3 separate regions of the Mus musculus genome follow, and all the other regions are linked to region 3. The links are chromatin contacts, called in public Hi-C maps. All regions are on one chromosome and are shown on one strand. The core of a region is the stretch at or near the end of the contact, and the rest is flanking DNA. Distances in the headings are between cores, read along the strand shown.

What was found. A called contact is a pair of places that touch in the nucleus more often than the background predicts.
Region 1: a Hi-C map of uterus shows a contact between it and region 3, with 4 times the contacts expected there. The contact joins two enhancer-like sites. A contact is called at or near these places in 2 of 484 Hi-C or Micro-C datasets (the HPC-7 cell line and uterus).
Region 2: a Hi-C map of uterus shows a contact between it and region 3, with 13 times the contacts expected there. The contact joins two enhancer-like sites. A contact is called at or near these places in 7 of 484 Hi-C or Micro-C datasets (the 3T3-L1 cell line, cranial neural crest and uterus).

What each region holds. Positions count from the first base shown.
Region 1 is chr8:103,314,842-103,318,840 of GRCm38.p6, reverse strand. Gm39234 (a long non-coding RNA gene) reads right to left here. Exons shown (of 3, transcript XR_879135.2): 3 at 2,248-2,594. Among named protein-coding and RNA genes, the nearest start is that of Gm39234, 20 kb to the right of the region's middle. Within about 2 kb of position 1,925, at least 30 of the 459 cell types and tissues checked have an H3K27ac peak or open chromatin away from gene starts, as enhancers often do. A contact at or near this core is called in uterus, where this site is marked.
Region 2 is chr8:103,408,122-103,411,997 of GRCm38.p6, reverse strand. No RefSeq gene overlaps it. Among named protein-coding and RNA genes, the nearest start is that of 1600027J07Rik, 63 kb to the right of the region's middle. Within about 2 kb of position 2,262, at least 54 of the 459 cell types and tissues checked have an H3K27ac peak or open chromatin away from gene starts, as enhancers often do. A contact at or near this core is called in uterus, where this site is marked.
Region 3 is chr8:102,976,021-102,979,730 of GRCm38.p6, reverse strand. No RefSeq gene overlaps it. Among named protein-coding and RNA genes, the nearest start is that of Cdh11, 190 kb to the right of the region's middle. Within about 2 kb of position 1,275, at least 25 of the 459 cell types and tissues checked have an H3K27ac peak or open chromatin away from gene starts, as enhancers often do. A contact at or near this core is called in uterus, where this site is marked.

The sequences.
Region 1 (3,999 bases), core at 676-3,175, 340 kb before region 3:
ATGTGGACATCCATGGGTGTCTAAACCTAAGTCAGATTCAAGGAGAAAATTATCCTAAAAAACTCTATAGCTTTCAGTGTTCTGTGTTCTTCTAAAACTGTAAAAGTAAGTCTGCTAGTCTTACTTTCAGGTTTCTAAGAGTCTTTCAGGAAGAAAGACATGACTTTCTACTTCTGAAAAGTATGTTTTTATGAAGGTGCTTGTGAAGAGCCTTTGACATGCCAGTTCTTGACATCTGTTCCCTGCCACCTGAGTCTCCTAAGGAGTGCTGTCAGATAAAACGCAAGAAGTTCACATAAATTGGCATGGAAGAGAGTCAAGAAATACATTTAAAAGTACACTAGATGAGATATACTTATCCTGAAAAATACATGCAAGTATATTTGTACAGAAATTATTTGTTGCTTATCTGAAGAGCAAGTTTAACTTGATATTTATTTACTGTACTTCATATCCATACTTCTAAGGCCTAGCAAGTTTACTGGCATAGAATAGTTAAAATAAGACAGAGCTGGAGGCTCAAATCCTCAAGTCACTTTTTTGGCTATATGAACTTTAGGTGGCAATTTCTTACAAGGAAAGGATAAGGAGGTAAGAAGACATATCTTCAAGTTACTATGCTGGGTAATAGAGATTGCCAATGTGGTGGAACCTACACTTACCTGGGAGATACATCTGAATGCTCACAAGGGAGTTTTAGGTGTTGGTTAATCAAAGCAGGAACACCAACCCTGATGTGGGCTGGCACTATTCCAATGGAGTCCCAGGGTGAAAGCTGGATAAACCCAGACACCTATTCTGTCCTTCTCCATGTACTGACTATAGATGCAATGTGACCAACCACTTCATGCTCCTGCCACCAAGACTTCTCAACTCCGATGAACTGTGCCATAAAACTGTAAGCAGAAAGCAATACTTTCTTCCAGATGCTGTGGTTGTCAAGTATTGAGTAAAATCAAGGACAATGGAGGAACCAAGACAATTATTGCAAAGATAAAGTAAACTTGTGAAAACAGCATGGCTGGGGTAGCTCACAGTGCAGGAGAGAAATGTATACCCTTCTAAGTAATGTTCTGCTCTGTTTGTCAAAGGGTTTCATAGCTAGTATGTCTTCCTAAACCTGCACAGGCCTGTAACTATTTCCAATTCTCTAGGCTTCCCAGTGAGTGCGTTCCTTTGTTTTTGGTACTTATATACAACTCTGGATGTTTTATGTCCTAGTTTCTCCCCAGTAGCCTCCCTGATACAAGCAAGCATCTTCAGCCCACTGGAGGAAGACTCAAATTCCTTTCTAGGGTTTGGTTTGTGATGTGGCATGTTGCCATGGCTTGCTTCAACATATGGTCCCCATGAGCTGGCTTCCCTAAGCAATCATTTTTCATTTTGATTTTGTTTTCAAAGACGAAGGATAAATTATAGGCTGAGGTGTATTGGTAACATCACTAGTGGTGTTGATATCTGGATTTGTTTTGCTCAGTGTATGGAGTGGGAATCATGCAGTAACCCTCATATTTGGCTTTGAATGTAGGAACAGTAGCACTCATAATCCATGAGGAAGGGGTTACATCTAGTTATGAGGGAAGATATTGGTGCTTAATGGACTTAAATGATCTGTTCCCAGATTACACAGATTGTAAGTGGGCAGCAGGGCCAGGATTTAAGCTAAAGCCTGGCTCATACCAACAAGCCTCTCCTTTCCTCCACCAGCACTGTTTTTGCCTGTTTACTCTGATTTTATGTGCAATGATAAGGAAACAAAGCACTTGGTTTGTGAGCCAAGAACATGCGTCCCTCGACTCTCACCCCCACACTCCCTGACAAAGGAGAAATAAACAGGGTCTTGTGAAATCTCTGTAATACACTTAGGGATAGTAGCCAAGAATGTTAGTCTGGCTGGCCATAGAGTGCCTAGAGCCCTCAGCATTTCTCCTTTTACTTCTCTTTAGCCACAAACCTATTCATTGCTACAGAGGCTGTAGTATAGCTGGTTCCTTGTTTCAAGCCTGAGAAATCTCGTTAGGGTCTTGCTTTGGTGACTGCTGGGGCCACATGAGGCCATGCCTCCCGACTGCTGGGATCACAGGCATGCTTCACTACTCCGAAGCAGATTTATTCATTTTGACTGCAGTTGTATTTTCAACTCCATGGTTCAATGCATTTACATTTTCCAGGAATGAAACTCTCTCTCTCTCTCTCTCTCTCTCTCTCTCTCTCTCTCTCTCTCTCTCTCTCTCTCTGTATGATGAATGTATGTTCATGTGAGTACAAATATGTCCATATATGGTGCATGCATGGAGGTCAGAAGACAACCTTGGGTGTTGTTGCTTACCTTCCACCTTGTTTGAGACAGCCTTTTATTGCTGGACTCAGCTTTGTGTGAGTTAACTGGCCAGTTCACTTATGACTCTCATCTTAGTGCTGAAGTACTGGACTTACAGGCTTGTGGAATCATGCCTGGTTTTACAGCAGGATGGTGGGGCCATTGCTGCAAACCTTGGTTTGAAGGAAACATCAGGGAGATGTCACTGGATCATAAAGGTGGGAGCAGAGAGTTGCTAGTGGAAAGCAAGTGGGGATAACTTGCTGTCAGCAATCTGTGAAAACAAGCAAGTATAGCCTTGAGACTTGAGAAGAAGGATAGCAATGGTATGTGTATGATCTACCATTCTATGCAGAAGAACTTTGGGGACATCCAGGTTGCCGATACATCTTATCCATTCCAGGGTGTAACTAGAGGCTTGAGTTATCTGTGAGCACCACAAGGACTTTCATTTTGCATGAAGATGAATGTCAGAGCTGGGAATCTGACCTATGGCCTTGACTGGTCAATGGCTTGCCAAATATGGTTGTTAAAATATCAGCAGCCTTCTTTTTCTGTGGGAATCCTCCTTCTTCCTCAGCCCCTGGCATGTGTGCACCCCAGGTGGGAGTCAAGGGGTCATGGGTAGAGTCAGAGTTCCCACTTCCTGCTGTTCCTGGGACTAAAGTGTGGAGGCAGGAAATTGCAGAGTTGGTGGATATGAGTTGTACTAACCAAGTGCAGAAGATGTGCAAGTAGAAACAGTGCTCCAGCCAGAAGTCCCAAGGATGATGTTCACAGTCCCTACTGTTTAATTCATATATTTCGCATACCTGGCTCTATGCTATAGTCAGGGACAGTGTTGGGAGTCAGGCAGAAGTCACAGAGGTAATGTTAGGCTAAGCCAAAAATGTCTTTCATAATTGCCAATGCCCATACCAATTTACACTTGAATGTTTCTGCAAATATTATTATCTTTTTCATCCAGCAACTTCAGTGGGTCTTAAACATGGAAGAATTTAACCTCCTAACTCTACCCTCCAACAGAGGGGAGATTTGACAAAATCAAAGACATGTTTGATAGTTGCAAGAGATGGGACATTAGTACCAGCACTTAGTGGAGGGGATCTGGCTGCTGATACGCACTTCAGAATATTCAGGAAAGACCCTGGAACAAAGAATTATCCTAGCAAAAAATGTCAACCATTGAGAAACTCTAACCACATATAGGTGACAAGGTGAGCATCCAAAGAAATGTCTGCACACTGCAAGAATGGTAACTTTCTCCACCCCTTTCCCTTTCTTCCTTCTACCTCTGGTTGCTTGTCTGTTCCCATTGTAAGTCTCTCTGGAAGGCTTTAGTAGCATACCCAAGATAGGTGTCTTTAACTGGTTTAGTGTCTCCTTTAACCAGGAGTGAAATCATCGTGTGGCTTTTACCCAGATGAGCTTGAGCAGAGAACAAATACCTTTTTAGAACAATTGTGTATATTTTGATACTTCTTCTAAAAACTTAGTTTTGGGGAATGAGCTGAAAGGTCTACAGCAGAGGCAGATCTGCAGGCACCAGAGGCTCCACCCCTGTGAGATGGACACCCTAAGGAAATCAGTGTGATCCCAGAGAAAACAATTAGAACCATGTGGTTTTTCATTCGCTACTGTTTTCAGAAGCCCTGCCAAAACATTTGCAATGAAGACAA
Region 2 (3,876 bases), core at 1,013-3,512, 430 kb before region 3:
AGGAAAATATGTAATTAAAAAAAAAAAAAAGAAGTACACTTCTTAAGGGAGAGACAGATTCCAAAACAGAATGCTCCAAACAGGGAACATAGGACTATGGTTTAAGACCCAAGTTGTTTGAGGGTTTATTATTCTTGCAGACAAGCAAATCCACAAAATCTGTATATAAATTCTGATGACCAGGCATTTTAGCCAGCAGTTGACTCTTTAGCATATACACGCACACTCACAAAAATTTGTAAATATTTATTTTTGCTATTTGTACACACACACACACACACACACACACACACACTTAGAACTCTAGAGGTTTCCAAGGAGCTGTGTATTAGGAAGGAGTGATGGTAGAAGAGTAAATAGGGGTAGGGAGTGGGGAGATCACCAGACTCTGGGTTCTGGAACAGGGAGATGAGAGAGGGGCCCAATGAGGAGGCCACTCTAGATAGGTTCATGCCTGAAAACACTATGAGGGAGAAGACCTCTATCCAATGTAAGAATAGCACAAGGAAGATCCAAGTCCTCCCCTCCCCCAGTGACCAGCAGCAGCAAGAGTAATAGGCAGCGATGAGGAGGAGGTCATGGTGAGATCCTGGCCTGGCCTGCCACCAAGGGTCCTGCTGCAGGTAGGGTCTGTGTTGATATCTGTGGACAGAGTTATCACCAAAGGCCAAGCAGATGCCACCAGAAACCATGTGAATATCTGAAGGTGGTGCTGTCATGGGGGACATGCTCATCTGAGTGACCTGTACTGTCGCCCTAGGTCATAGGGACATCTGGGCTCATGTTGCTGCCGGGGACTATGTCTAGGTTTGTGACCCTACAGCAGTTGTGATCTATGTTGACGTCCCAGGCCTGTGTTACCACCAAAAGCCATGCAGATGTCCCTAGTCCAGACTGCTGCATGAGGCACCGTGCTGAGTTGGCTTTACCCCTTGCCTGGGTAGGATAATAGAGCTGCCCATGACAGCAGGGGAGCAGGTAAGCTAGCCTGAGAGTGTGAGTACTGGAGAGCTGGCCCTGCCCCTAGTCTGCCATCTTTCAGTGGCGTGGCTCGGGTGAGGGAGAGATGCCCTCCTTCCCACCATCCTTGTACAGCCTGTGCCAGGCAGGTGAGCTGGCACCAAAATCATGAGAGGATCAAAGCTGGCCTTGTGGCTCATGCATTCCAGCACTCAGTAGAGTGAGAACAGGCCCTGTACCCTCACCTCGGCAGCCCAGTAGAGCTGATCCTGGTGGTGGGGTTCAGGAAAGTAGTCCCTGTGGGCAAGAGTGCAGGAGAGTTGGCCTTGCCCCTGGTCTGCCATGGGATGGGGTGGGGTAGGTGAGGAAGAGATGCCCTCCTTCACAAAGCACACATGAGCTGGCCTTGAGGACATGAGAGCTGGAGAGTGGACTCTGCCCCTTGCCTTCTGTGGCACTGGGTGAGCTAGCCTGGGCAGCACTAGAGAAATTGTTCTGGTGGTAGTGGTACAGGAGAACTGGTGAGTTGGCAAATTCAGCTACCTCCCAGGCCCAGATCCAGAGCTTCAAGTTGACCCACCTCAACATCTACGCTATCTATGATCTGCTGGGATGGGGGAAAGGACTGGTCCTGCAGATCCAAAGCTGCAAGATCTTTATGACATAGGACATCAGCAGAGTATCTGAAAAGAGTCCCCATGAGGATAGAGTATTGATAGTGTAGCACAAGCTAGAGGCCTCTAAATAGATAGAAAAATGATTTATTGAAATGAACATTTGCAAATAAAGGTGTATGAACAAAAGGGTGTAGTGTGGGACATACTGTGACACACTGTAGCTTCCATGAGATTTTTCTTTGTATCTTATTTTGGGTGGGTACAAAGGAATGGGAAGATGAGTGAGATTGGGGTACATGATGTGAAATTTGCAAAAAAAAAATCATTAAAAATTAAAAAAAAAAAGAATAACACAAGGACAGCAAGAACCCAGACTCAAAAGTGGGAAAGGAGACTACACCAAGAGGGTAGTGGCAAAGAGGAGATGTGGACCAGTGACTGAAGAACAGAAGAAGCTCTATCAGCCAAAGGTCAATAGACTAGGAAAATCTCATCTCTTTGTATTAAGTCATGGCAGTCCCCCACCTATGCTAAGCTCTCATGAGGTTTAGCCATTAAATGCTGTGTGATTTTGAGATGGACGTGCATGTCTCTGGTTCTGTTTCTCACAGTTGTAGGTAGGGAAGGGGTTTGGACAGTTTGCAGTAATCTTTCCAGCATTAATATCTCTGTCTCTTATATGTGCCTTCTTTCTAGTTTCACCTGGAGTCTGCCCCTTCTTTGTTTTCCTAGCAAATATAAGCTGTCCTCCTGTTGACTTCTTCAATGCTGGCTTCATGACTACACCTTCACTGGCCCACAAGTCAACACCAGCCTTGACCAAAACATTCCATTCCAGGAGGAGAACTGAACGGATTGGAGGAAGAAGCAGAGATTAGAAACAACAGGCTTGCACATTCCGATTGTTCTTAACTTGATTTCAACTTTTGACCTGTAATGCTTTCCAGCTGTTTTGAACTCACACAGCCCATCTTGATTAGACTCACCCCCTAAGTGATGCAAACAGAGGAGACAGCTTCAGAGAGCCATCACCCCACCCAAATGAGTCTGGGGTTTGCAATTCTTGGATGGGTATGTGGATCTGGATCCCAGGCTTTGCATTCCCAGTACAGTCCTACAGGAGGGCTCAGGCAAGACAACCCCTCCAGCCCCTCCCCCCAAAAGATGACCTCTTTTACAGTCTGTTTTTACAGTGCAGAGTGGGAGCATCAGAATCCCTGCCCCTGTCAAAATAACATATCCCAGGTGGTGGGAGTTAACGGGAAGGCAGGCAGAGAGCTCTGCTTCCAAAGTACACATTGCCACAAATGAGAACCAACTGGAGTGAAGCTGGGCAGACGCAAAGGCAGAAAATTAAGCCCTGGGTTGGCTCTCTCTCTCTCCTTTACTCCCTTCCTTCCTTCTTTTCTTCCCCTCTCTCTCCTTTATTCCCTTCCTTCCTTCTTTTCTTCTTTACTTCCTTCCCTTCTTTCTCTTCCTTCTCTCCCTCCTCTGTCCTTCCATCCTACTTCCTTTCTTTCTTCTCTCCTTTTTTCCTTTTCTTCCTTCTTTTCCCTTCTTCCTTCCTCGCTCCTTCCCTCCCTCCCTTCCTCCTTCATTTCTTTCCTCTCTTGTGCTCTCTTCTTTTCCTCTATCTCCCTCTTTCCCTCCATCTTTCCTTCCTTTCTTTAATAGAAAATGCTACACCACACATGGTTTTTAAAAGACGACTTTCCTTACATGGGGAAAATGAACAACTGCAAGGAAGCTGCTCTCCCCAGGCTTGGGGGTGGGTCCTACATAGTGACATGCAATGTGACCTTCCATCCATCCAACAGGCCTGGGGGCCAGATGTCTGTGACTACACAAGTCAGAAGCTGAGCTAGAAGTACCTAAGCTTCGCAGAGTTTATCATTGCACTGGAGTAAACAGCCAACTCTATTTCTCCTTTTTATCACCGTGCCTTCAGGGAATCCTTTTGTGTTCAGTTTCTGTCCTAAGTGATCATGCTTTAGCTAGATTCCTTAGGAGAGACAATCCAGAGACTCAGAAATGTCATCAGAAGTTGGTTTTCCAAAGACGTTTTTCAGGGGGAATTAGAAGTTGCCACAGGCCTTAGATAGGAGACAGTAACCATCATGTGTGAAGCCAAGTGAAACACAGTATGGCGTTGGGGACATCATCCATCCATCCATCCATCCATCCATCCGGTGCATTCCTATGGTATGGTTAGGCCATTTATTTATTTATTTATTTATTTTCCATTTGGATGTGCCTCATCTTGTCAGCTCATTTTTGCTCATTAATGCAGAGAAATTCA
Region 3 (3,710 bases), core at 26-2,525:
GTTCATGATTATACAGCAAGTACTCTTAACCTCTGAAGCTTCTCTTCATCCTCCTTGTTTCTTTGCTTAAAATTCTTCTGATTAGCAACTATTAATTGTATATATTTATGGGGTACACTGTTATAAACTAATCTACATGTGTGCTGTATAAATATTATGTTAAGTTGGTTAACATATCTATTTATATCTCATTTCACTAGTGTTTGTTTAATATGTTTGGTGAAGATGGTAGAAATATATTCTTTTACCAAGTTTAAAATCTGGAAGTCTAAGGCTATATCATACACCAGATGACTGCATGGAAGCTAGAATGCATATCCCGTTCAAGGTTCACCAACTCAGGAAGTCAAGACAGAAGTTTGGTTGCCTCAGTGCATTTTGTAATACTCTCCTGTCTTGCTTCTTTGCATGCCAACCCCTGTAGCCACTGAACCGGACCACACGAATCTGAGCCATGTGCAACATCCCACGTGCACTGGGATTTGTTCTTATTGGGGAAATCTAAACCTCTCAATGCTTTATACAGAAGATTTGGAAAGGGCTGTTTCTCTCTTCTAGGCAACTATAGCTTTAGTTAAGGAAAAGAGAAGCGACTAGAAAGCTCCTGGAGAGTCGTGGCAGGGTCTGTTTGAAGTGAGAGCAGCCCTAGCAAATGTTAAGACCTGTCAATCACATCATGAGGTGGGCTTGTTAATGTGTGAAGTACTGAGTCTTTAATAATTCTGCAGCGAGGCCTGGAGGATTTGTAGAAGGAAACGGTTTTGAAAGGATTACTGAGACACCTGGCAAATAGACCATACCAAAACTCACTATTCTAAAAGGTAGTTCAGGGTCAATGCTAATAGAGTTGAAGTCTTACCTTTGCTCCGTATACTTACGGTACCTCAGGAAAGCCGCTTTATTTTGAGTTGTGGGCTATTTTTTGTTGTTGAGACCTTATGTAAAATGTTGAAATCACTCTGGTCAAATGTTACACTTGAGAACAGATACAATATCACAGAGTAATTGTATGCAGAGTACAGATCCAAACCTTCTTCATATATCTACATGGTGTTCAAAGAGCAAAAAAAAAAAAAAAGTTATGATTTTGTTTTGAAGCTTCTCTCTCTGATGTTTTACTTAACAGAGCTTCTGTGACCTCTCCCCTGTGCAGAAAACATCCACATTGTCCACCACAGAGAAGAACACTTAAACCACTGGCCAGGCCAGTGGAGACAGGATGTCCCTGTTGTCTCGACATCTGGCCACTTCAGCATAAGCCTCTAATTTTCTGTGGCTCTTTCTTGGCCTTCCTTCAACAAGGGAGGGTGGTGTGGATAATGAGCCCCATCTGTGAGGCAGCTGGGTTCCGGAGTCCGTCCCCCCCCCCCCCCGCCTTCTCTGTGACTTTGAAGAGGCCATCCATGTTCTGCCTGGAGGTCTTCCACTGTGGCCAGCGTCTCTGTTCTTTATTAGCAGTTGGGAAGAACACTGAAATGCTAAAAGGACAAAGTATATTAAGGTCCTATTCTAGGATGTGCTGAAACACACCAATGCGGAGGCTATCACTGTGGAAGAGCGTCTTGGGCACAGATAGTACTGTGCTCACGTTCAAAATGGTGTACATTTTCTTCCATTACTGCAGAACATGTTGTGTGGCAGATGAGAAAAACAATTGGTTTAGAGTCATCATGGGGGCTTAAAATTTAAGTTTTTCTGTGTGTAATTCTTAGTAATTCTAAATTCCTGGTTAATTTGAGTAGTAAAAGAGTCTACAGAGAAGCTTGAGTAATATCTTAGCCCTAAATAACCTTTACTTTATTTTTAAGAACAGAAGGTAATAGTTAAGCTAGACTGGCTTATTTTAAGATCTTAAAAACCAACTGACCTCTGTAAACCTAGAGGCTTCAGCATCGAAACAATGAAGTATACATAATGCTTTCCCTTTGTAACTTTTACTTTAAAATATATATTTATTTTAAAGAATAAATGAAAACTAAAATTGGTATAGTGGAGCGTCCTGAGATAGTGAAATACAAGTAACCAATGTGAACTATCTCTAGTTCTTCTAACAGGTATCCTTGTTCATGGTAAAAGCACCATCCAGCATCCTTACTTTTCATGCTCCTATTTACCTATGGAATTCTCCAAGGATCCAGTCCTCTGTGCTGTGTTGTACTGACCTGTTGCCACGTAGATGTTGCTAAGTGGATTGTGTATGAATGTGAGGACTTGCTCTATACTTTCCTCATTTGCCGAATGGGTCAGAAACAGAAATGATTCTGGCTTCACAGGCTAATAGTAACCAGTGAGCTTCTGCTACTTATCGATTCTGCGTAGTTACCCAAATTGCTTAGTTTTGCTGAGCCTCCATTTTCTTATATACAAAATGGACATCGGAAAGAAAAATGTATTCCTGCCGAATAGAATGTAAAACACTCCCGAGTGTACCTTGAATGTTCTCACCTAGTACTAACTTAAACTCTTTCAAAGCTGATTACTGTCTACCCCCCGTGTGTGTTTGTGTGTGTGTGTGTGTGTGTGTGTGTGTGTGTGTGTGTGTGCATACACATGTGTAATTTAGTTTGCCTGTGGTTATAATAACTTAGCAGTCAGGCCAATAATCTAATCAGAAACTGGTGACAGTGAGCTTGTAAATGTTTATCAGCTGGCCCTGTAGGAGGGTATGGAAGGTAATAGCTCTGACTTGTCTCTTGTGCCAGATTCTGTAGCTTAAATCCTCTCTTGAAGGCTGATTTCAAGTGACCTAGAAAACTGATCACAGAATCTGAAAGAAACGAGCACAACTGGCTCTTCTGATCCAGTAGGGGACTGGCTCCATAGAACATGGCATTTCAATCCTAAGTATGGTTCATGTGAAGATCGTTAGGGAGGAAGCCAAAGAGGGAGAAAGATAGTGACAGGGCACAAGAAAATACAGGGGAAGGAAAAGAACAATCACAGCCAAAGATCTGAGTTCATAGGGACCATTCCTTTCAATTATTGCATTTGCTGACAGGGAATCTGAAGAAGAGCAAAAACATGCTTCTTCTGCCTCACTGCTAAAATCCAGAGTGAACTGGCTTGGTTGTGACTCCCAGGACTTAAGACATACGATTCTAGGTCAAGAATCTTAGAGGGGAATCGGAATTAGTGAATAGAACTCCAGAAATAACACAATATTTCGAGTCAAATGAAACATCACCCTAGTTAAATCTACAACATGGTCAAGACTCCTGCTGAGAAGGGCTTCACTCAGTCAACTTGGACTCAGCTTACAGGCCTTGGAAAGCCTCTGCAGTCAGAGAACGGGCAGCATGTCCTAGCAGACATCCTCAGCACCTCACTAAGTCTGCAATTCTGCCACTAAAGGGGCTGCTGATTCCTGCTTAGGTGTCACATGGGACTGGCAGTACTAACCTGCAGCTATAAGCAATTAACATGCATGATCTCGAGAGAATTGCTGAGAAATCTGGCAAAATTACTCTGTAGTCTCTCCCTCTAGCATTTGTTTTGTAAAGGGAATTATCTCTGCTGTGTTTCAGGTTTGATTCCTTGTGATGTCACCATACACTAGGACTTGATGGTCTGACTGCCATGGGAAAGTTGGCGTTGCAGAAAGTTAGGAACTGGAATGCTCAGCGTCCTGGTTAATGACACCCCACTCCTGTGTGTCATTTGGGTATGCAATTATTTAAGAGGCAATGTGTGTGTGTGTGTGTGTGTGTGTG